2 separate regions of the Callithrix jacchus genome follow, and region 2 is linked to region 1. The links are chromatin contacts, called in public Hi-C maps. All regions are on one chromosome and are shown on one strand. Each heading gives the region's core, a stretch centred on a gene start, on an enhancer-like site or on the middle of the called end of the contact. The rest is flanking DNA. Distances are from core to core; before and after follow the strand shown. Region 1 overlaps LOC118150509 (a long non-coding RNA gene). Region 2 holds the start of CECR2 (CECR2 histone acetyl-lysine reader).

What was found. A called contact is a pair of places that touch in the nucleus more often than the background predicts.
Region 2: a Hi-C map of skeletal muscle shows a contact between it and region 1, with 7 times the contacts expected there. The contact joins the promoter of CECR2 here to the enhancer-like site in region 1. A contact is called at or near these places in 2 of 3 Hi-C or Micro-C datasets (both in skeletal muscle).

The regions. Positions count from the first base shown.
Region 1 is chr1:212,323,768-212,330,189 of calJac240_pri, forward strand. All of the region lies in intron 1 of LOC118150509 (a long non-coding RNA gene), which reads left to right. Among named protein-coding and RNA genes, the nearest start is that of HDHD5, 12 kb to the left of the region's middle. Within about 2 kb of position 3,989, at least 12 of the 16 cell types and tissues checked have an H3K27ac peak or open chromatin away from gene starts, as enhancers often do. A contact at or near this core is called in skeletal muscle, where this site is marked.
Region 2 is chr1:212,479,399-212,485,820 of calJac240_pri, forward strand. CECR2 (CECR2 histone acetyl-lysine reader) reads left to right here and starts at 3,684. Exons shown (of 18, transcript XM_035282914.3): 1 at 3,684-3,942. The coding sequence starts at 3,817.

The DNA of each region.
Region 1 (6,422 bases), core at 2,739-5,238:
GGAGAAACCCCATCTCTACTAAAAATACAAAAAAATTAGCCAGGTGGGGAGGCGGTTGCCTGCAATCCCAGCTACGCCAAAGGCTGGGCCAGGAGAATGGCTTGAACCCAGGAGGTAGAGGTTGCAGTGAGCCAAGATCGAGACATTGCAGCCCAGCCTGGGCAACAAGAGCGAAACTCCATCTCAAAAAAAACACCCAACAGAGAGGAAGAGAACGGAGGAGGAAGGAAACACCAGTAAACAAAGTTTTTTTTTTGGAGACAGAGTCTTCCTCTGTTGTCCAGGCTGGAGTGCAGTGACTTAGTCTCGACTTGCTGCAGCCTCAACCTTGGGCTCCAGCAATCCACCCACTTCAGCCTCCCCACCACACCCGGCTATTTTTTTTTTTTTTTTTTTGGCAGATATGGGGTTTTGACATGTTGCCCCAGCTGGTCTCAAATTCCTGGGCTCAAGCGATCGACCTGCCTCGGCCTCCCAAAGTGCTGGGATTACAGGCGTATGAACCGCTGCTCCCACACTGACGGAGTCTTTTGTCTTGGTTTTGTGTTTTTAGTTCTTTGTTTTGGAGACAGAGTCTCGCTCTGTCACCCAGCCTGGAGTGCAATGTCGCCATCTCGGCTCACTGCAACCTCCGTCTCCCAGGTTCAATTGATACTCCTGCCTCAGCCTCCCAAGTAACTGGGATTACAGGTGCATGCGGCCACACCTGGCTAGTTTTTTGTATTTTAGTAGAGACGGGGTTCCACTGTGTTGCCCAGGCTGATCTCAAACTCCTGAGCTCAGGCAATCCACCCACCTCGGCCTCCCAAAGTGCTAGGATTACAGGCGTGAGCCACCGCACCCGGCTTTGTTTTGTGGTTTTTTGTTTGTTTTGTTTTGGTTTGGTTTTGGTTTTGGTTTTGAGATGAGTCTTGCTCGGTTGCCCAGGCTGGAGTGCAATGGCGCAATCTCGGCTCAGTGCAACCTCCACTTCCTGGGTTTGAGCCATTCTCCCTCCTCATGCCCCCGAGTAGCTGGGATTACAGGCTTCCGCCATCATTCCCCACTAAATTTTGTGGAGATGGGGTTTCACCATACTGGCCGGGCTGGTCTTGAACTCCTGGCCTCAGGTGATCCGCCCATCTTGGCCTCCCAAAGTGCTGGGATTATCACATCCAGCCCCTGACAGTGTTCTAAGCATATACGAAGCATGCAGAGTCCACGTAAGTCCCTGGGCTGGGCTGCTGGACTCCCTGCTTGGTGCCTGGTGGCTGTTCCCCAGGAGGGCAAATAGACTCCCTGCTAGCTGCCCTCCTGGCACTGTGAGCTCCCCGGCCCATCCCCAGGCTGCACTGCATTCCCAATCAGGACAGTTCCTGGACCTTCCAAATATAGCCCATGCCACGGTCCCTCCCCAGGTCCTAGGGCAAACGGGGCATTGAGGCACTCAGTTCAGCCCTCATACTCCCCTGCCACCGACCCTGAGAAGGGGCAGCTGGCACCAGGGAGTCGTTGAGCAGAACCTCAGCCCATCCTGCAAGGTCTTTCCTGGGGAGACTGGCATGAGGCAAGGGCCTCAGCTCCTGAAAGCCCACAGACTCCCATAGGAGGGGAAGGGACTCCGGGGACAGGCAGAGGAAAGGTTTGTGGGGAGTCAGTCGCCCTCCAGAGCCCAGGCTTATGAGTGGGCTGAGCAGATGGAGCCACTGACCAGTGCCATCTCCCCATGCCCTGACTCTGAGTGACCCCACTGGCTGCCACCGTTGCGGCTCCAGCCATACACGGGTCCCAGCCTTAGCCTGGCTGCACTTCATTGGTGTGAAGGTTAATTTTCAGTGTCAGCTTGACTGGATTAAGGGACACCTAGAGGCTGGGCACGGTGGCTCACGCCTGTAATCCCAGCACTTTGGGAGGCCGAGGCGGGTGGATCACGAGGTCAAGAGATTGAGACCATCCTGGCCAACATGGCAAAATCCTGTCTCTACTAAAAATACAAAAATTAGCTGGGCATGGTGGCGCGCGGAGAAACCCAGGAGAATTGCCTGAACCCAGGAGGTGGAGGTTGCGGTGAGCCGAGATCGAGCCATTGCACTCCAGCCTGGGTAATGGGCGAAACTCCATCTCAAAAAAAAAAAAAAAGAAAGCAACACTAATGATCCAAACAGCTTCCTGAATTTGTGTTAAGAAAGCCTTATCATAAGTTCCATCATTCTAATTAATCTACCAAGATAATGTAATTACATTTGGTTTTGTAAGGTATACAACAGTGATCTCCTATTTTGGTGTCAATATTTTAATAAAGTTTTGATTATGGGCAAAAAAAATATCATCTATCTGTCCCCTATCTATCTATGTATGTATCTGTCTCCATGCTATACATTGTATCTCTCTGGAGAACTGACTAACCAGATGCAAACAGGAAGGGACACCCCATTAAATGGTCCTGCTGAAAGAATCAATCCTAAATCTTAACAAGACTTAAGATCCAGGTGGGGTGCAGTGGCTCAGATCTGTAATCCTAGCACTTTGGGAAGCCGAGATGGGCAGATCACTTCAGGTCAGGAGTTCGAGACCAGCCTGGCCAACATAGTGAAACCCCATCTCTACTAAAAATACAAAAGTTAGTGGGGGGTGGTGGCTCATGCCTGTAGTCCCAGCTACTCAGGAACCTGAGACAGGAGAATTGCTTGAACCCAGGAGATGGAGGTTGCAGTGAGCCAAGATTGTACCATTGCACTCCAGCCTGGGCAACAGAGGAAGACTCCCTCTTGGGAAAAAAAATTAATAATAATAATATTACAATAATTAGCCAGCCATGATAGTGTGCACCTGTGGTCCAGATGCGGCAGGAGAATCGCCTGAACCCAGGAAATGGAGGCTGCAGTGAGTTCAGATGTGCACCTGCACTCCAGCCTGGGCTACAGAGTAAGACTCTGTCTCAAAAAAAAAGAGCTCAGAACAGTGTGGATACTGTGCTGTCTTTTATATCAGAGTGGGGAAAGCAGTGTATATTTTCTTTTGTTTATTTTGCATAAAGAAACACAAGCAAGTAAGCGTGGTGGGAGAATGGGTAGGACGGGAAAGCGGAGGGTGGAAAACGGGTGGGCACAAGCCTTTCCAGTGTGTTCCTTTTCATAGTTTTGGAAATTTTGAAAGGTGATTTACATAGATTCATGTTTTAATTTTAAATGTAATTAAAATTTAAAGTTAATTATTGCATTACTCTCCTATCCTGTTTGAGACAGAGTCTTGCTCAGTCTCCAGGCTCACCGCAACCTCCGCCTCCTGGATTCAGGCAATTCTCCTGCCTCAGCCTCCCGAGTAGCCAGGACTACAGGCTCACACCACCACCACACCCAGCTTTTTTGTAGTTTTTATTATAGATGGGATTTCACCATGTTGGCCAGGATGGTCTCGATCTCTTGACCTCTTGATCCACCCGCCTCGGCCTCGCAAAGTGCTGGGATTACAGGCGTGAGCCACCGCGCCCGGCTTGTTTTTTTTTTTTTTTTTTTTTTTTTTTTAAGAGACAAGAGTCTGCTCTGTTCCCCAGGCTGGTCTAGACTCCCGGGCTTGAGCCCCGCCTGGACCTCCCAGAGTGCTGGCTACAGGCGCCGCCACCACCCGGCCTGTTCTGCAAATGCTCAGAAGCCAGGATGGCCCAAGGTCACCAGGGACCATGCTGCCTGGCAGAGGGTTGAGGCCGGGAGGGGACCGTGCAGACAGGCGAGGCCATTCATGATCTGTGGGAATGGCCGCGGGGAACTCTGTGCCGTCCCGCGGCCCCACCCCGCTCCGCTATGGGAAGCTGTAGCTTGGCGCTGCCCGCTGTGACGCGAAGGACGGCGAGGGCACCCGGGTCGCGGTGGAAACGGGGGTGGGACCGGGCGCGGCCGGCAGGGGGCAGCAGCTCCACAGCTGCGCGGAGCTTGGGGACAGAGTCCCCAGCGAATCGCGGCCGGCGTTCTGCCACTTCCCCGCCGCCACCGCACCCACCGGGCTGGGGGGCCGCAGCCGACTGCCGGGCGCGCCGGGACAAAGGGAGCCCCCGGTGGGGCCTGGGCGCCTACATCTTTCCTCCTGGGGAAGGAGGGGACAGGAAACTGAGGCTGTTTCCGGGCTGCCCCCGGCCGGGGAGAGCAGGGCTCGGGAGGATCGGCCCGGCCCGAGGCGGTGCCCCAGAGACCGCTGCGCTCTGGCTCTGCACCCCGGAAGATCAGGGGCGGAGGCCACCCGAACCAACTCAGCCAGGACTGCCCGGGCCGGGAGCTCACTGGGGGGCGCCCCGAAACCCACCCCAGACAAGCGAAGAAAACAGCTCTGTGTCCCAGGACCAGCACTGATACCTGTTGTCACCCACTGTGCGACCTGGGAGAGTTACTGACCCTCTCCGGGCCTTAATCAGTCATTTGAAACACAAGCCAAGCCGGTAGATAAGATGGTTTTTTTTTTTTTTTTTTTTTTTTTTTTTTTTTTTTTAAAGATGGGGTTTCACCATGATGGCCAGGCTGGTTTTGAACTCCTGACCTCAGGTGATCCACCCACCTCGGCCTCCCATAGTGCTAGGATTACAGGCACTTTGAGTCACCACACCCGGCCGATAAGATGGTCTTTAGGCCTCTCCCAGCTCTGAGGTTCCTTGAATCTAAGACACTCTAGTCCCTCCCGGCGTCCCCACCCGGGGCTGGCTTAGCCTCAGGGAGGCCTGGCTGAACTGGGGCCCTCACGGAAGGTCTCTGCTCCGCTGCTCAGAAAAGGTCTTTTGGAAGGCTGGGTCCCACCCAGCGGAAGGTGCCAGAGGAACAGGCCATTGCCTAAAAAGCCTGGACAAATTAAAAACCAGCAGCTCTGCCCTGGTGTTTTCCGAGCACAGCCAAACCCAAATCACACCTCTGCACCCACCTGGCTCCAGCAGCATTTCCAGCCCGCAGATGTTATTTTTACACCCTTTCCACGCAGGGAAGCACTGAGGAGGGTAAACTATTTTTAGAATGCTATTTTAAGTAACATACTGGCCTGAAGAGGTGGCTCAGGCCTGTAATCCAGCGCCTTGGGAGGCCCAGGCAGGAGAATCCCTTGAGGCCGGGAGTTCAATACCAGCCGGCGCAGCAAAGAGACTCCCATCTCTATTAAATAAATAAATAGGCCGGGCGCGGTGGCTCAAGCCTGTAATCCTGGCACTTTGGGAGGCCGAGGCGGGTGGATCACGAGGTCAAGAGATCGAGACCATCCTGGTCAACATGGTGAAACCCCGTCTCTACTAAAAATACAAAAAATTAGCTGGGCATGGTGGCGTGTGCCTGTAATCCCAGCTACTCGGGAGGCTGAGGCAGGAGAACTGCCTGAACCCAGGAGGTGGAGGTTGCGGTGAGCCGAGATCGCGCCACTGCACTCCAGCTTGGGTAACAAGAGCGAAACTCCGTCTCAAAAAAAAATAATAATAAGATAAAAAATAAATAAAATAAAAATAATAATATAAATAAATAAACAGCCGGGCGTGGTGGTGTGCCCCGTGGTCCCAACTACCTGAGAGGCTGGGAAGGGCCTGACTAGCCATAAGGAAAGCACCAGCTGAGCCCTGGGGCTGTGTTGAGCGCGCCCCCTGGGGGCCCACCAGCTCCAGCTCTGCCTCTATTGTGACAAGGACCTCAGGAGACCCCAAGCGGAACTGCCCAGACCCGTGACCCACAGACTGGGCGGGGAGGGCGGGGGATCACACATTTTTGTTTTTGTTTTAAGCCACTACGTTTTGGGATGTTTGCTACATGGCAGTAAACAGAACAGCAACCATGAGAGTAACAGATTCAGACAGAAGTGCTCCGCGGGTGCAGGTAAAGTTTTAAGGAGGAGTGAAGACTGTTACATGCAGTGGCTCCTCTCCAGATATTTGTTAATTACCAAGGGAAAAACGGTGACTTCCGTGGCAAATTCTGGCAGCAATCAACTGAAACTGATCAAAGTCAGTATCATCTACTGAGACAAATTAACATCATATGTTAATGTGCAACAGCTGGCTGGTGGGGCCTGGATTTCTAACATCTGCTGACTTTTGTGGCATAAAAATTCCTGCAAGCTGGTTGCATGGCTCATGCCTGTAATCCCAGCACTTTGGGAAACTGAGGCAGGAGGATGAGTTGAGGTCAGGTCTTTGAGATAGGCTGGGCAGGATAGCAAGATCCCATCCCAACTGGGGGACCCAGGGCAAAGAGAATGTTCGAGGTTTGTGGTGGTGTTGTTTTTGTGGTGCGATCTCAGCTTACTGCAACCTCCACTTCCTGGGCTCAAGCGATCCTCCCACTTCAGCCTTCTGAATAGCTGAGATCACAGGCACGCCCACCATACCCAGCTAATTTGTGTATTTTTAGTAGAGATGAGGTCTCGCCATGTTGCCCAAGCTGGTCTCGAACTCATGGGCTCAGGCAATCCGCTCATCTCAGCCTCCC
Region 2 (6,422 bases), core at 2,434-4,933, 160 kb after region 1:
GGTTCCACAAGGGCGAAAGAGGAAAGCCAGCTAAAGGAATTCAGGTAAGCCAGATCCAACCAGGCGTTTAAAGGAGGTCTGCATTCCGTACGGTTCTGTGCCATCACTTACATTATCACTGTACAATCAAATCAATCATTTACTCGGTGCTTAATAGGGAGGATGCCCCCTAAAAGACTAATCTAGTTCATAAGAAAAGACCCACTCCACTTATAGTAAAAGATTTAAGGCTGGGCACGGTGGCTCATGCCTGTAATCCCAGCACTTTGGGAGGCCAAAACGGGTGGATCACCTGAGGTCAGAAGTTCAAGGCCAGCTCGGCCAACATGGTAAAACCCCGTTTCTACTAAAAATACAAAAATTAGCCAGACACAGCAGCACGTGCCTGTAATTCCAGCTACTTGGGAAGCTGAGGCACGAGAATCGCTTGAACCTAGGAGGCAGAGGTTGCAGTGAACCGAGATCGCACCACTACACTCCAGTGCGGGTGACAAACTTCAACTCAAAAAAAAAAACAGATGACTCAGGGAAGTGTTTGATAAGTGAATCATACAAATGGTAATTTCTTTTTTTTTTGAGACGGAGTTTTGCTGTTGTTACCCAGACTGGAGTGTAATGGCATGATCTTGGCTCACCGCAACCTCCGCCTCCTGGGTTCAAGCAATTCTGCCTCAGCCTCCCGAGTAGCTGGGACTACAGGTGCGCGCCACCATACCCAGCTAATTTTTGTATTTTTAGTAGAGACAGTGTTTCACCTCGTTGACCAGGATGGTCTCGATCTCTTGACCTCGTGATCCACCCGCCTCGGCCTCCCAAAGTGGTGGGATTATAGCCGTGAGCCACTGCGCCAGGCCTTTTTTTTTTTTCTTTTTTTTGAGAGGGAGTCTCACTCTGTCGCCAGGCTGGAATGCAGTGGCATGATCTCAGCTCACTGCAACCTCTACCTCGCGAGTTCAAGCCATTCTCCTGCCTCAGCCTCCGGAGTAGCTGGGACTACAAGCATGCACCACCACACCCAGCTAAGTTTTGTATTTTTAGTAGAATCAGGGTTTCACCATGTTGGCCAGGCTGGTCTCGATCTCTTGATCTTGTGATCTGCCCACCTCGGCCTCCTAAAGTGCTGGGATTACAGGCGTGAGCCACCGCGCCCGGCCAGCTGTGTGTTTTTAAGGAAAATGATACAACTAGTGTTTTGAGGGTGAAAGAATGGGCCACACTAAGAAGTACAACAGCACTCCGAATCAAAGGGAGAAGGGAAGAGTGAGCGGCCAGCCTAACGGTAGGGGGTCCCTAATCTAGATTCTAGGAGGTTAGGCTGGAAATAAGTGCAGAAAATAGGTCCGAGGCACGTAAGTCCAAGGGGAAGGGTGGTATAGATGTTTAAAGCAGGGTCAAAGACTCAGGGTATCAACGCCGATAGGGCCAGAGGAGCTCCACAGGGAAGGCTCTGGTTGGAAACTCAAGATTCAGATTTACAGCTCATTCCAAGCACTTGAGACCCCTCAGCTCCTGGGGCCAGGATCCCTTCCAGGGGGTAATTGAGGACAGAGTAGCAGGGTGGGTGGAGGAACTAGGCAAAAAACGGTGGAGACAGCCAGAGTTAGAGAATGGTGGGAGGAAACGGGTCTAACGTTGGCGTGCTGGGCCACAGAACAGAGGAGGAACCCTCGGAAGAAAAGGGCAGCAGAGGGGTCAGGCGCGGTGGCTCACGCCTGTAATCCCCGCACTTTGGGAGGCCGAGGCGGGTGGATCAGGAGGTCAAGAGATCGAGGCCATCCTGGTTAACATGGTGAAACCCCACCTCTACTTAAAAAATACAAAAAATTAGCTGGGCACGGTGGCGCGTGCCTGTAATCCCAGCTACTCAAGAGGCTGAGACAGGAGAATTGCCTGAACCCAGGAGGCGGAGGTTGCGGTGAGCCGAGATCGCGCCATTGCACTCCAGCCTGGGTAATAAGAGGGAAACTCCGTCTCAAAAAAAAAAAAAAAAAAAAAAAAAAGAAAGAAAAGAAAAGGGCAGCAGAAGGGAGAAGCCCCGAGATGCAGGGCGGATCTCGAAACAGCACCAGGGGGCGCGTGCGGTTCCCGGACAACCTTGCTGATTTCCAGGCTTGGCCGTGGTGGGAGGCGGCAGGACAACGGCTCAGCCTTTAAATGGGGGCTGGAGTGGTGTTTGTAAACGACAGTAAACACACTACCGTACTAAAGGGTGGTCAAATCATTCGCCCCTCAGCTTCCAACGATGACAAAAGATAAAGGCAGGGAAACCCAGTGACTTTTTTTTTTTGGCTCAGGCTGGAGTGCAATAGCGTGATCGCGTTTCCGGCTCACCGCAACCTCCGCCTCCCGAGTTCAAGCGATTCTCCTGCCTCAGCCTCCCGAGTAGCTGGTATTACAGGCGCCCGCCACCACGCCCAGATAATTTTTTTTGTTTTTAGTAGAGACGGGGGTTTCACAATGTTGGCCAGGCTGGTCTTGAACTCCTGACCTGGTGATACACAGCCTTGGCCTCCCAAAGTGCTCGGATTACAGGCGTGAGCCACCGCGCCCGGCCCCCTTAGCATTTCTAAAGCACACACCTCAACAGCCTTCTCCAGGAGCACATTCAATCCCTCCGCCTGGGCGTGCGGGTCTCCTCCCCCGAGCACACGCCTCGGCTTCCCGGTCTCCAGGGCCCCATCCCCCCGCCTGCGAGGTACATTGTGCGCACTCTTCCAGGCAGCTCTTCCGCGGCCCGGCGGTGGTAGGGCTCCGAGCCCGTCTTCTCCGGGGCGGTCACACGTGTCCATTCCCTGGGGTTGGCGCGGGGGGGGGGGGGAATCGCTCTTCCCGCTTGGCCGCTGATTGGTGCCTCCCCCTACCCCACCCTTCCCGCCGCTCTCCGGACTCCATCCTACTTAGTTCCAGCTCAATCAGCCCCGCCGCCTTCTTCCCTCGGAGAAAAGAGCCACTTGAGAGCTCCTTGGGCGCCGTTCTCGGCTGGAATAAAAGCGTTGGGGAACAGGTGGAAAGCACTTCACTTCTCTAGGCCTCATATTTCTAGGGTGGACAGCCGGCTCCTGCTCCGGCTCTGCCCTCAGCATCAATAATAACTGAACTCCCACACGTGCACGTTTCTGGATCAAGCCCGACCGAAAGCACCACCCCGCGGGCCCTTTAAAAGGACGCGACCACTCAGGCCCAGTGGGGGTGGGAAAGCCCCAGGTCGTGCTCCCTCGGGAAAGTGCTTCAACTCCCCAGTCCCAAAGCACCGGCGGGCGGAGGGCGCCGTTTGAGAGTTTTCGGGAAGCGACCCGCGCCCCCGGGCCCCGCGGTCCTGGGCGCGGGGGCGCGAGCCCCCTCCTCTCCCCCTCCCCTCCCCGGCGGTGCAGCTGTCCGGGCGGGGGTGGGGCGGAGGCGGGGGTTGTTGTTGTGGCGCGGGCAGCCCCGCCCCCTCCTCGTGGGCGGCCCCTCCCCCCCGGCTTCGCGTCCGGCCCCTCCGCCCCCAGCCCCATCTGTTTCCCCGGCGGGGACTTGATTATATTGTAGGGGACTGGGGGCGGCCGCCGCCTCAGCGGCGGGATGGGGCGAGCGCGCGGACCCGGCGGGCAGCCGCAGCCGCAGCCGCCTCAGTAGCTCGGGCCCCCGAGCCGCCGCCCCCCGCCCGGCGCCCGCCCTCGGCTCCTGCACTCGCCGAGCGGCGGCAGCAGCGGGAGGAGCGCCCCGCCGCCCCCGCCGAGGACCGCGCGGAGGCTGCGGCGCTGCCGCGGCGGGAGTCCCAGGCCGGCGGGCCGAGCGCGGGCAGCGAGGGGCCGCCGCCAGCGCCGCGGCGAGGAGATGTGCCCGGAGGAGGGCGGCGCGGCCGGACTGGGCGAGCTCCGCTCCTGGTGGGAGGTCCCGGCCATCGCGCACTTCTGCTCGCTCTTTCGCACCGCGTTCCGCCTGCCCGACTTCGAGATCGAGGTAAGTGGCTGCGCGGGCGGGAGGCGGCGCGCTGCGCCCCCTGCTCCCCCTGCCCCGCGCGGGGTGTCCCGGGCCTTCGCGCGGAGGGGCCGGGGCCCGAGGGACTTCGGCTGGGAGTCCGGGGCCAGGAGGAGAGCGCGGAAGGGCAGGGGAGCGGGCGGGGGTCGCCGAGCTGTGCCCCGGGTGCCGAGTGCGGGCGTCCGGATGGGGACGCCGGTTCCTGGGGCGGCGGAGCGGGCGGCGCGAGGGCGGGGCGGGCCAGTGCTTTTGTGGGAGAGGGAGCGGGACCCCGCGGCCCTCCCGGGACTTTTCCGGCGGGGCTTAGTGTGGGCGCGAGAGCTGCGCGCGCTCGCCGCCCGGTGCCATTGAGGCGCGAGCCAGCTGCTCCGGCGGGGCCGGGCGCCGGGTGGGGGGGGGGCGTGCTGCGCGGGATTAACTTGGACCCGGCGCTAGGCGGCCGCGGCCGGCGGGGAGGGCTCGCCCCGCTCGGGCGGGCGCGTGGCGGGGACTCCCGGAGGCCTTAAACTCCCGGGAGGCGCTCTGGCCAACTTCGGGCCGGCGGGGACCGGGCCTGGGCGCAGGGCTCCGGGGCTGCGGAGGGAAAGTTTGGGACTCCGTTATTCTTCCACAGCGCTCTTCCTCTCGGAATATTCAGCCTCTTTATCTCGGGGCTCGGGAGCCCTTGGAGTTGAGCTCGCCACCATTATGCCCCGGGGCGAGCGCAGAGGCGGGCTGGCCTTTCTGGCCAGGCCGGAGGTGCTTTCCAGCCCGGGGCTTTGTGATAACTGGGCTGAAACCCCAGGGTCCTGGATGAGCGCGACGGGTGGCGGGAGCGTGCTGAGCGCAGCGGCAGCCCTTTCTCCTAATTTTGTGTTTGGAAGGAGCTGAGAAATAGTCGATTGGTTGGCAGGTTGAATTACCTGTGGCAATACAAGTCGTGACTTTTCACCTTTTGCCTTTGGACAAAGGTGAATCGCAACTGCGTTGGTCAATTTTTGTTTTCCATGCTGCGATGGGTTCGCCGACGCAGTAATCAAAATTAGAGCCACTCTTTTGGATGAGCAGATCGTTGTTGCCTCCCTAGCCCCAGGCTCTTACTTTGTGCCATTTTCGGGTTGATTTCAACTCGTTTATTCCTGAGCTCTTTGCCTCACCCTTATTTTTAGATTCAGTCGTGTTTGCTGAAATATCAGTTGCTTCTCCTATGAATGAAGTGCGGCAGCTTGCTCTCGCCGAAGTTAATGAAATCGAGAAAATAAAAAGATCAAAAGGGTTTGGGATGGGAGAAAGAAGAGGAATGTGGACAGATAACCTAGGGCTACTCACTGGCTTTTGGCGATTCTGAGTTCCTTAAGCTGATTGAAACAATGTGAGCAAATCGTGGGCTTCTCTACTTTTTAGGAAGAGGTAATAACTTGGACATTTTACGCAGCGCCGCAGTTTTCAAAGTTTGAACGTGAATGTAGCAAACATAATTTTATTAATGAAAATGTTCTTGAGTCATATTGACGAACAAACAGAGCCACGAAAGCTAAAAAAGAGTTGGGAATCCTAAAGGTCAAGGGATGTTTCTCAATTACTCTGATGTCTTGCGTTTTCTTTCAGTTCGTACAAAATCGTGAGTAGCTTAATTATGTCCTGCAGTCAAAATGGTGGCTGTGGTGGGAGGTGCCGCCTGTGACAGGGCCATCTTGGGTACGGGGAGACTTGCACCTAGCCCGTTTTCTTTCATACAACGTAGTAAAGTTGAGGTGATGCTGGGATTATGAGTTCAGAGTTTAAAGACCCATCCTAAAAATGTTGTTGGTGAAACTTCACGTCTCAGAATCCATGTATTCCCATTTTGTTGATGGAAAAATAGAGGTAGCTCATTTTGCCTTAAGTACTCGCAGCATATATAGAGTAACCTGTAAATAGCTTGTTCTCTGTTGTAAGAAATAAACTTGCAGTTTCTGAGAATTAGCTGCCTTAATTCCTAAAGGAAATGTAAACAGATTAAAGAGGCGAATTTATATGTATAACAAATGAAAAATCACCGTAGTTTATGTGGTGAATAATCAAGGCTCGTTGAAATGACTGTCTTCTCTTTTGACTTCAGCATTTCCTGGAAATGACAGTTTTTTGGGCTAAAATACATGGTTTTTGAAATGCATGCAACGGAAACGAATATTTGGCTTCCAACATGTGCAGGTTTAAAAACTATCCACACTCGTTTTCATTAGGAGATGTTAAGTCAGTGGATAACAAATGAAAGTGACTTTTCTTTCCTGTAGTTCTTGTCTGATCCATCTCTTGTTAGGTATGTTTTGATACAGCAAATGGAAATGTTAACTTAAGGGTTTTAGTAGTTATCAAAAAATCGAATTTTGTTGGAATAGATTATTATGTCGGACGAAAAAAATTAAGATTTAGAAATGTATTTTCTTGGCTGGGCGTGGTAGCTCAGGCCTGTAATCCCAGCACTTTGGGAGGCTGAGGCA